3 separate regions of the Zea mays genome follow, and all the other regions are linked to region 3. The links are chromatin contacts, called in public Hi-C maps. All regions are on one chromosome and are shown on one strand. The core of a region is the stretch at or near the end of the contact, and the rest is flanking DNA. Distances in the headings are between cores, read along the strand shown.

The links. A called contact is a pair of places that touch in the nucleus more often than the background predicts.
Region 1: a Hi-C map of root tip shows a contact between it and region 3, with 2.9 times the contacts expected there. The contact joins the promoter of LOC100286253 here to the promoter of LOC109943509 in region 3. A contact is called at or near these places in 4 of 25 Hi-C or Micro-C datasets (bundle sheath, ear, leaf and 1 more).
Region 2: a contact with region 3 is called in a Hi-C map of leaf, with 5 times the contacts expected there. The contact joins the enhancer-like site here to the promoter of LOC109943509 in region 3. A contact is called at or near these places in 5 of 25 Hi-C or Micro-C datasets (bundle sheath, ear, leaf and 1 more) and 1 of 3 datasets of contacts at active chromatin or transcription factors (leaf).

The regions. Positions count from the first base shown.
Region 1 is chr1:229,274,415-229,277,114 of Zm-B73-REFERENCE-NAM-5.0, forward strand. It overlaps LOC100286253 (protein kinase domain containing protein), which reads left to right and starts at 1,278. Exons shown (of 2, transcript NM_001159140.1): 1 at 1,278-1,799; 2 at 1,910-2,700. The coding sequence starts at 1,430. The coding sequence ends at 2,601.
Region 2 is chr1:228,860,837-228,863,536 of Zm-B73-REFERENCE-NAM-5.0, forward strand. No RefSeq gene overlaps it. Among protein-coding and RNA genes, the nearest start is that of LOC118476126, 11 kb to the left of the region's middle. Within about 2 kb of position 1,350, at least 12 of the 20 cell types and tissues checked have an H3K27ac peak or open chromatin away from gene starts, as enhancers often do. A contact at or near this core is called in bundle sheath, leaf and tassel, where this site is marked.
Region 3 is chr1:229,063,391-229,066,090 of Zm-B73-REFERENCE-NAM-5.0, forward strand. It overlaps LOC109943509 (trihelix transcription factor GTL1), which reads left to right and starts at 1,434. Exons shown (of 3, transcript XM_020546729.3): 1 at 1,434-2,500. The coding sequence starts at 2,094.

The sequences.
Region 1 (2,700 bases), core at 28-2,527, 210 kb after region 3:
CTTATATAATAACATATTATCAGTATTATAGCTAAAAACAGACTGACAGTTACAAAATAAGGTCCTAAAACGTGCCGTTATCGTGTCTACTAATTAATCGTGCCGGGCCCGTGCCTGCACCGCGGGCCAGAAGACTAGCCCAAGCCCGACACGGCTATCGGACCGGGCCGGCCCGGGCACGGTTCTAGTCGGGCTGGACCGTGCTCGTGCCGGGCCACGACCGTGCCGGGTCACGGGCCCACTGGCGGGCCGGTCCATTTGGACATGTCTAGGCAGGATAAATAAGAGCTCCGGTTTTTCACCTAACACTTGGCCAGTCGCCGTAACTATCGTACTAGTAGCAGTAACCATACTGGTTAAATCTCGATGTTATTTTTTCACTGCTGCGGCATGCGGTGAGCGAGCAAGCGACCGGTCATCAGGACCTTTTTTCCTGATTTGAGCTGACCAGAGCTCGGCAGCGGCAACCTGACATGTCCGCTGCCCGCTGAAGCTTCCGGCTTTTTCCGATGTATGTATGTACAAGCCCTGGAAAACGTCACCTCAAGAACCTGCCCAGCCCAGCCCAGCCCAGCCCAGCCCAGCCCAGTGCTGCTGCTGCATCGGTCACCGATCAGTGGTGGGTGCGAGACATCCTGGATCGCCAAGGAAAGGAACCACGTCCACTGTTCACGCCTCGGCTTTGCCCATATGATGCGTGCCGTCGTTATTCGTTAAGCTTCAGCTGAAACCTAATCGGCCGCAAGCTTCCACACCTACTGGAGCTGGACAGACACAGGCTCACTCCCTTGATATGTTTGTTGATCATGCATGCATACATCTAGTCGTCACACACGGTACGTGTATTGGTGTACTGGTCCAATTATACGGTCTAAACAAGTGCATAGTCTCGCTGTAATCCATGGAGCTCCACGGATAATGGAGGAATAGATTAATAACACCAATAATAATAATAATAACGAACGGTTGGTTCGATCGATGAGTCCCCGCCTAATAGCATATTTGGTGAGGCAACAATAGTACTGTCCTTGTGAGTAAGGTGGGTCCACTTGTCAGGCACCCTATCATCCCTGCCACTGCAGGTCTGCGGCGCTGCTGCATCTGCATGCCAATGACTGCATAAACAAGTTTCTCGCTTGCTTACATCATCCCCTCCACAGTTTACATCCTGTGATCCTGATAAGTTGGCACTTCACAGTTCAAACCCCCCACCAAATCTGAATCCCCCATACACCTCTCCCATATATATATCAGCCTTCCGCCCATCCCAACCCCAAGTACACAGAGAAACAAATACAGAGAGGCAGAGGCGCCATCATCTCCCTTCTTCTTCACCCACAAGCCTCTAGGTGCCTCACAAGTCCTCCTCCGCTGTCATCTCCCCTCTCCACTCCTCCCTGGTTTGTTCAAGAAACTTTCTTTGGACAAGATGGGAGTGCAGAGGTACAGGTTCTTCTGCTGCGGGTGTGGCGCCAATGCGGCGGCCGACGGCCGGGAACGCGACGAGGACGGGGGCTTCGGGGTGTCCGACGGCAAGGCCGAGAAGGGGGTCGAGGCCGGCCCGCGGGGGCTGTCGTGGGCGCAGGTTGAGGCGATGACGGGCGGGTTCACCTCGGCCGTGGTCGGCGAGGGCGGGTTCAGCACCGTGTACCTGGCGCGCCTCTCCGGCGCGCTCGCCGCCGTCAAGGTCCACCGCAGCAGCGAGCGCCTCCACCGCGTGTTCCGCCAGGAGCTCGACGCGCTCCAGCGCGTCCGGCACCCGCACATCGTCCGCCTCCTAGCCTTCTGCGACCAGCAAGGTGGGTCATCTCCTCTGCTCTGCTTTCTCGCGCTCCGCCTAGTGCGCCTTCCTTGTGCTGTGCTGAGTGCTGACGGAAGGCTCTGGCTTTTTTTTCCCCCCGAGTCGCAGACGAAGGCGTGCTGGTGCTCGAGTTCGCGGCGAACGGGAACCTGCACGAGCGGCTCCACGGCGGGGGCAAGGCCGCGGGGACGATGCCGTGGGCGCGGCGGGTGTCGGTGGCGCTGCAGGTGGCGCGCGCGCTCGAGCACCTGCACGACCGCTGCGAGCCGCAGGTGGTGCACGGCGACGTGAAGGCGTCCAACGTGCTCCTGGACGCGTCCATGTCCGCCAAGCTGTGCGACTTCGGGTCGGCGCGGATGGGGTTCTCGGCCGCCGTCCGCCCGCGCTCGTCCGCGCGCACCATGCTGGGCTCGCCAGGCTACGTCGACCCGCACTACATCCGCTCCGGCGTGGTCACCAAGAAGAGCGACGTGTACAGCTTCGGCGTCCTGCTCCTGGAGCTGCTCACGGGGATGGAGGCCTTCTGCGCGGAGGAAGGCCGGCTCCTCACTGCCGTCGTCGCGCCGCGGCTCAGGGCAGGCGACCCGCCCTGCGACGCGCGCGGGTTGGTCGACGAGAGGCTCGGCACCGCCTACGACGCCGCCGAGGCCGCCGCGGTGGCGGCGCTGGCCGCGGCCTGTGTCGGCGACAACCCCAGCCTCCGGCCGTCCATGGCCGACGTGGTGCGCACCCTGGAGCAGCGCGCGCAGGGATCCATCTCCGCCGTGGAGAGGAGATCGGACGGCCAGAGGAAGGTGTGAGCCACGAGGGCGGGGTCGTCGCGTCCTCCGAGGCGCCCAGATCTGGCTTGCCGACTTGTTAACTTGCGGTGCTGACGTGCGTGCATCGCACACGTGGCG
Region 2 (2,700 bases), core at 100-2,599, 200 kb before region 3:
GCTTGCGGCTTGTGCGAGGCCGCCAGCGTGGGCACAGGCTTCCATGCGACGCCCTGCTCCTAGATCTGGTGCGAGCATGGCGGAGGGCGCTACCGTAGGGCCCGTTACCGTCGAAGGGAGCGTGCTAGCGGCTTCTGCGAGGCTACGGCGTTGGCACGGGCTTCCACGCGACGTCCTGCTCCTAGATCCGATGGATGCGGTAGAGGGAAGGGCGAGGAGAGATATCGAGTGAAGGCGGCGGCCATGGAGGTAGCCATGTGTTGGCCGTTGCGAGCATCAGGGGGATGGGGGCACGACGGGGGAAGGACGATGGCGCGTGGGCACGGCGGCCGCGAGATGCGGGGACATCCGCAGGAGATCGAGGACGGGGACATCCGTAGGAGATTGAGGTGGGGCGCGAGGGAGGCCGCGCGAGCGTGGACAGGTGGGGTGGAGGGCGAGGGCGGAGCTATTGGATGCCGCGGCGAGATTAGCGGGGGGAACGAAGACGGGCCTCACGCGGCGAGATTAGCGGGGGGAGCAACGCGGGAGGAGGGCGGAGCCGCGTGGTGGTGGACGCCCTCCTTACCTTCTTAAGGGATAGTAGAGATTGACTGCCAGCGCAACGGAGATCGTCGTCGTCGTGTTTCTCTCCTGTTCTGCGGGGCCCCGGCACGCGCGCGGATCGGAGCTAGCTGCACGGACGTGTTAAGCTGGAACCGCCGGGGCAACCGGCCGATAGCAGCGTCGTCCAAGTGTCCAACTACCTTGTTCAGTTCGACGATCTCATGCAAGAGAGCCGTGCATGCATCCTATCGCCTAGCTAGCTAGTGGTGGGTTGTCAAACTAATCTATGTGACCAGAAACGCTTAGTTAACAGTCACGGTCGAGGAGTCAAATTGCACCTCCCCTAGCTACCATGCATTGCATGCATCACGTTCGTCCAACTCCAATAATTGTGCCATCTATCGCAGTGTACTGTAATTAAGAAAAACCACGACGACACCGGATAGAGAAAGAGAGCTGTTCGTCTTTGACTCTCAACCAACCCCTGCCGCCGGCCGGCCGGCCGGCCGGTCTCTCTGTCCTCTCGTTTCGCAACAACTGCAGTTCAATTGAAACTGACTCTGACCACCACCATCTTTGAAGGCCGCCGGAGATGCATTTTGGGTTGTCATGCAGCCTTGCAGGGATCGATATATAGCTATCTATCTCCGTACGTTCGTGCGGGGGAATGGGGAACGAGGTGGATTTGGAATTTGGCTTTTCCATGATGCCGCCGCCGACGCGCGCGTGTGATGGCAGAGGCTGGCGCAGCCGCAGCCACGAGTGGTGTGGCTGCCGTACGTGAAGGTGGCCAACAGTGACGCCACTATCATGCATGCTGCCGACGACAGCGAGGTGCTTTTATCACTGCTCTGCTAGCTCCAAAGAAGGCATCGTTGGCGCGGGGGTGACTGCGACCTTCAGGCTTAGCTTCATTATTTTTATTTTTACTTTAGCTTTGCGATTGCGTAGTGGTTTTCATTATTGCATATCTTATCATCGTGAAGCGCGCGCGGGGTGGACCGTGTTGGCCAGTTTTGCGCCGCAACTAGCTTCAGGTTCTCTCGTTTCCTTTCGTCTAAAAATTAAAAGGACGTTCGAAAATAGCAGACTGAAAACCTGATTTAGGCGCTAACCTCGAATGAAAAAACCGCGTCGACATCGTCCTTATCTGGAGAACGCGCAACATCTTAAATCGGGGGGCCGGGTCAAACCGAAACGATGATAGCAACAGCTGGTCAGCGCGCACTCCGGTCAAACGTCATGGGAAAACGGATCGGAGAAACAACCGCGAGCCTAGCTAGCTCTCCTGTCTCAGGGCGCACGCACGCACGCGAAGCCGCGTTCTTCTTCACCGCACCGGCCGGACACTACGTACGTCCGTGTCCGTCCACATTTTTCACAGCATGCACAGCCAGCCACCAGTCCACCACCACCAGCTAAGCTACCGGACATGCATGCGCATGTCGACCAGTCGTTGCCGCCGCTTCTCGATTGATGACAGCCGATCGAAGGTAATGAATGCTACGACTAAGGACGGCTTCATCGGCAGTAAAAGAAAAGAAGACCAATTCTCTCTAGTTGGTTACGACTGCGACAGAGTAAAAAGGCAAGGCCTTGTTGTCGCCATTAGCTTAGCATTGGCACAGCGGTAACTGTCAGCCGCGCCGGCGGCCGACATGCTGCTTATTGCTTGGATCGGACGAGAACTGCAGTGCAATTTGACTTCAAATGCGCGAGCCGCCGCGTCGTCTATACTGCTCAGGAATACTAGTAATTCGTTCGTTCGTTAGCGTCGACGCGCTAATGATGCATGGCCGGCCGTAAGTACGTCCGGCCGGCCGATATGCCCGCCGGTCAAACTGGCGAGTCACTTGGGTAGCAGGACACTGGTGGGGATATATTCCGTTCCGATTTCTGTATTGACTAATTTGAATTTGTATTTTCATATTGGTGGTGTAGAATAGCACCCAACAAAAAGTTCAGTTATTACATATCGGCGATATGTAGTAGTAACTAGAGATGGCAATGGGGACCCGTTCCCCGATTCCCCGCGGGGAATTCCCCAATTAGGGGACGGGTATAAGATTAATTTAGTCCCCGCGGGGATCTAAATGGGGAAATTTAATCCCCGTCGGGTTCGCGGGGATGGGGATGGAGAACCCTTCCCCGTCC
Region 3 (2,700 bases), core at 184-2,683:
GTGTCCCAATGCACCTCAAAGCCCCCCTGTTCTGAATTTTAGAACCATGTGAAATGAAGGCCAACACTAACTTAAGCGGGGAATGATATAATTGGGGTGGTTAACTTAATTAATCATCCAGATTTTTATGCCTAATCATTGAAAAGGGCCACATGAGCATTTATTATTACCTGGAAAGTGAGGGATTAACCACAACATGCCAATGCATGGCCATTTTTATACTCCCCTGCTCCACTTTGGCACGCATCTAGCCCCACGCTTTGCACATGACTCATGGGCCCGGTGGATGCTTTGGTCCCACAAGCCAGTGGCGTTATCCTTCACGTCACTTTGGTGGGGTGGATTTGGGGTGTGGGGGGATTGGGGGTCCGCGTTAATCGCCGTGCACGTTCTGCACCTCTTTCGCTCTCCGGGAGGGCCCACATTACAGCTGTTATAATGTGGTCTTGTCTGCCTCATCACAGCCCTATACTGCCTTTATAGTATCTGTTTTGTTTTCTTTCTACTCTAACTAGTTTTGTTTTGTATGTATAATTGTTAAAGTTTATTTGCTATTTTATCTCATCTGTGGATTTTCGTCTACAAAATGAACCTTGGGTCAAGGTAATTTGTTTTGATGCCCCCCTGATTGCTCTAACGGGGCGTTTGGATCCCTTCATTTTAAAGGAATTGGAATTCACTCAATAAAGTAACTTATTTAGTTTCGAATTTGGCATTCCACCACTTTCCAAAGTTCAGATATAAGCCTATCTAAAATTCATAGGGTGGAGGATAGGAAATGATTTTATGCATGATTAGAATTTGTTTCTAATCTGTAACTTACATGACACTCTTCGTTCTACTCCTCTATAATAAAAATGTAGCACATAAATATCTAGGACATCTTGCTAATAATAGTATACAAATATATTTTGTATAAAAATGAATTAGCTTAATTGATATATGCATAAATTACTATTATTAGAATGGAATTCAATTCCAGTGATCCAAACGGGGCGTAATAGTCGTTGCACCTTAGGTTAGTTGCCACCACATAGAGCAGCTAGTTAGTATTATATTCTTTGTAAATATGCATAACTTTTATTGTATATTTACCGGATGTTATTATACGTATAGTTACCATGGGCACAAGATAACATCCAAAAATTACTGTATTTCAAGCCCAGTAATAATCTTATGCATAACAAATGACTACCGCGTATTAGTATGTAGCAAAATAACTAAGATGATCACAGAATCCAACATATTCCTTCATGGGGATTGAGGTAGGGGAGTTCTGTAGAGAGGGTATTTGTGCCCCTCTCCCTTTTATTACAAGCCTCCCCCATCTCTCTCACCCCTTTCTCACTCATCCCACAGTTTCCAGCACTCCCTCCCTGTCTCTCCTGCCTCACATGCTTCTCTCTCTACCATTTTTTGCCCCACACTCCTCTCCCTCTCTCCTCTGTCCTTTTGGTTTTTTACTAATAAGTTGTATTAGGCAGGGAGGTAAAGCCCCCCTGACAGCGCAGCATCTTGTTTGTTTTATCTCCCACATCATCCCTCTCATCATCTTCTGCACACCTCTCCATCTTTCTATCTCTCTCCTGCAGCAGTACTCAACATTTCTCAACTTTCATCTTCTCTCTCCTTCACCCTACATACCCCCATCGTCTTCCTTACCCTCATCACAGATATCATATTCTCCTCATCTTTCTCTCTCCCATCCTCCCTATTATTTATTGGAGGCTACTTATTGATGGTATCTTAATTATTTTTCCTCTCATCTTCCTCCTCTTGAAGGAGTACATTTTATTTTTGCCAGCGTTCCTGTAGTACTATTAGTGCTTCCTCCCCCTTCTTCTTCTCTGGCTACTTCCTTCTTCTGCATCTCTTTCCCTTCCCCCCCCCCCCCCCCCCCCCCCCTCTCTGGCCTCCTTCCCTTCTCCATACTCTTATCCCTCTGAGGTCCGTCTCTCCTCTTCCCAGTTGTCCTTGCCTCCCACCTTTTTCACCTACCCCTCATGTACTGATCGTCTCACGACCTCCATTCCCCCGTGGTAACACCGGGCGACGTGCACAAGTGCGCGTGTGCGGGAGCAGGTGCTGTTAGCATGCAACAGCAGCAGCACGGGGGAGGAGGCGGCGGGGCAAGCGGTGGAGGCCCAGCGCAGCAGTTCGGCGCACAGCAGGTGGAGATGCCGCCGCCATTCTCGCCGGCCGGCGGCGCCGGGCAGCGGATCTCGCTGGCGGAGGCGCCGTCGCCCATCAGCAGCCGGCCGCCGGCATCGACGCCGGCGAAGCAGTACGACGAGCTCGGCGCGTCCGGCGCCGGCGCCGTGGGCTTCGACGCCGAGGGCCTGGCCGCCGCAGCAGCTGGCGAGGAGGGCGCCAGCGGCGGCTCGGCGGGCAACCGGTGGCCGCGGCAGGAGACGCTGGAGCTGCTCAAGATCCGGTCCGACATGGACGCCGCCTTCCGGGACGCCACCCTCAAGGGTCCCCTCTGGGAGCAGGTCTCCAGGTACGTAACTAGCTAGCTGAATCGCTCGCCACGCCGTACGTCGTCCCGGCGCGCCTCCGCAACGGAATTCTCGTCGGCGGGATGCTGCATGAAATCTCGTCGGCCTTCCGGGACCGGCCCCTGGCGCCGATTTGGTTAGCAGGCCCAGTTAATTAACTACTACTTACCCGGCTAAAGAACACTTCTTTTGTGCTTTTTTC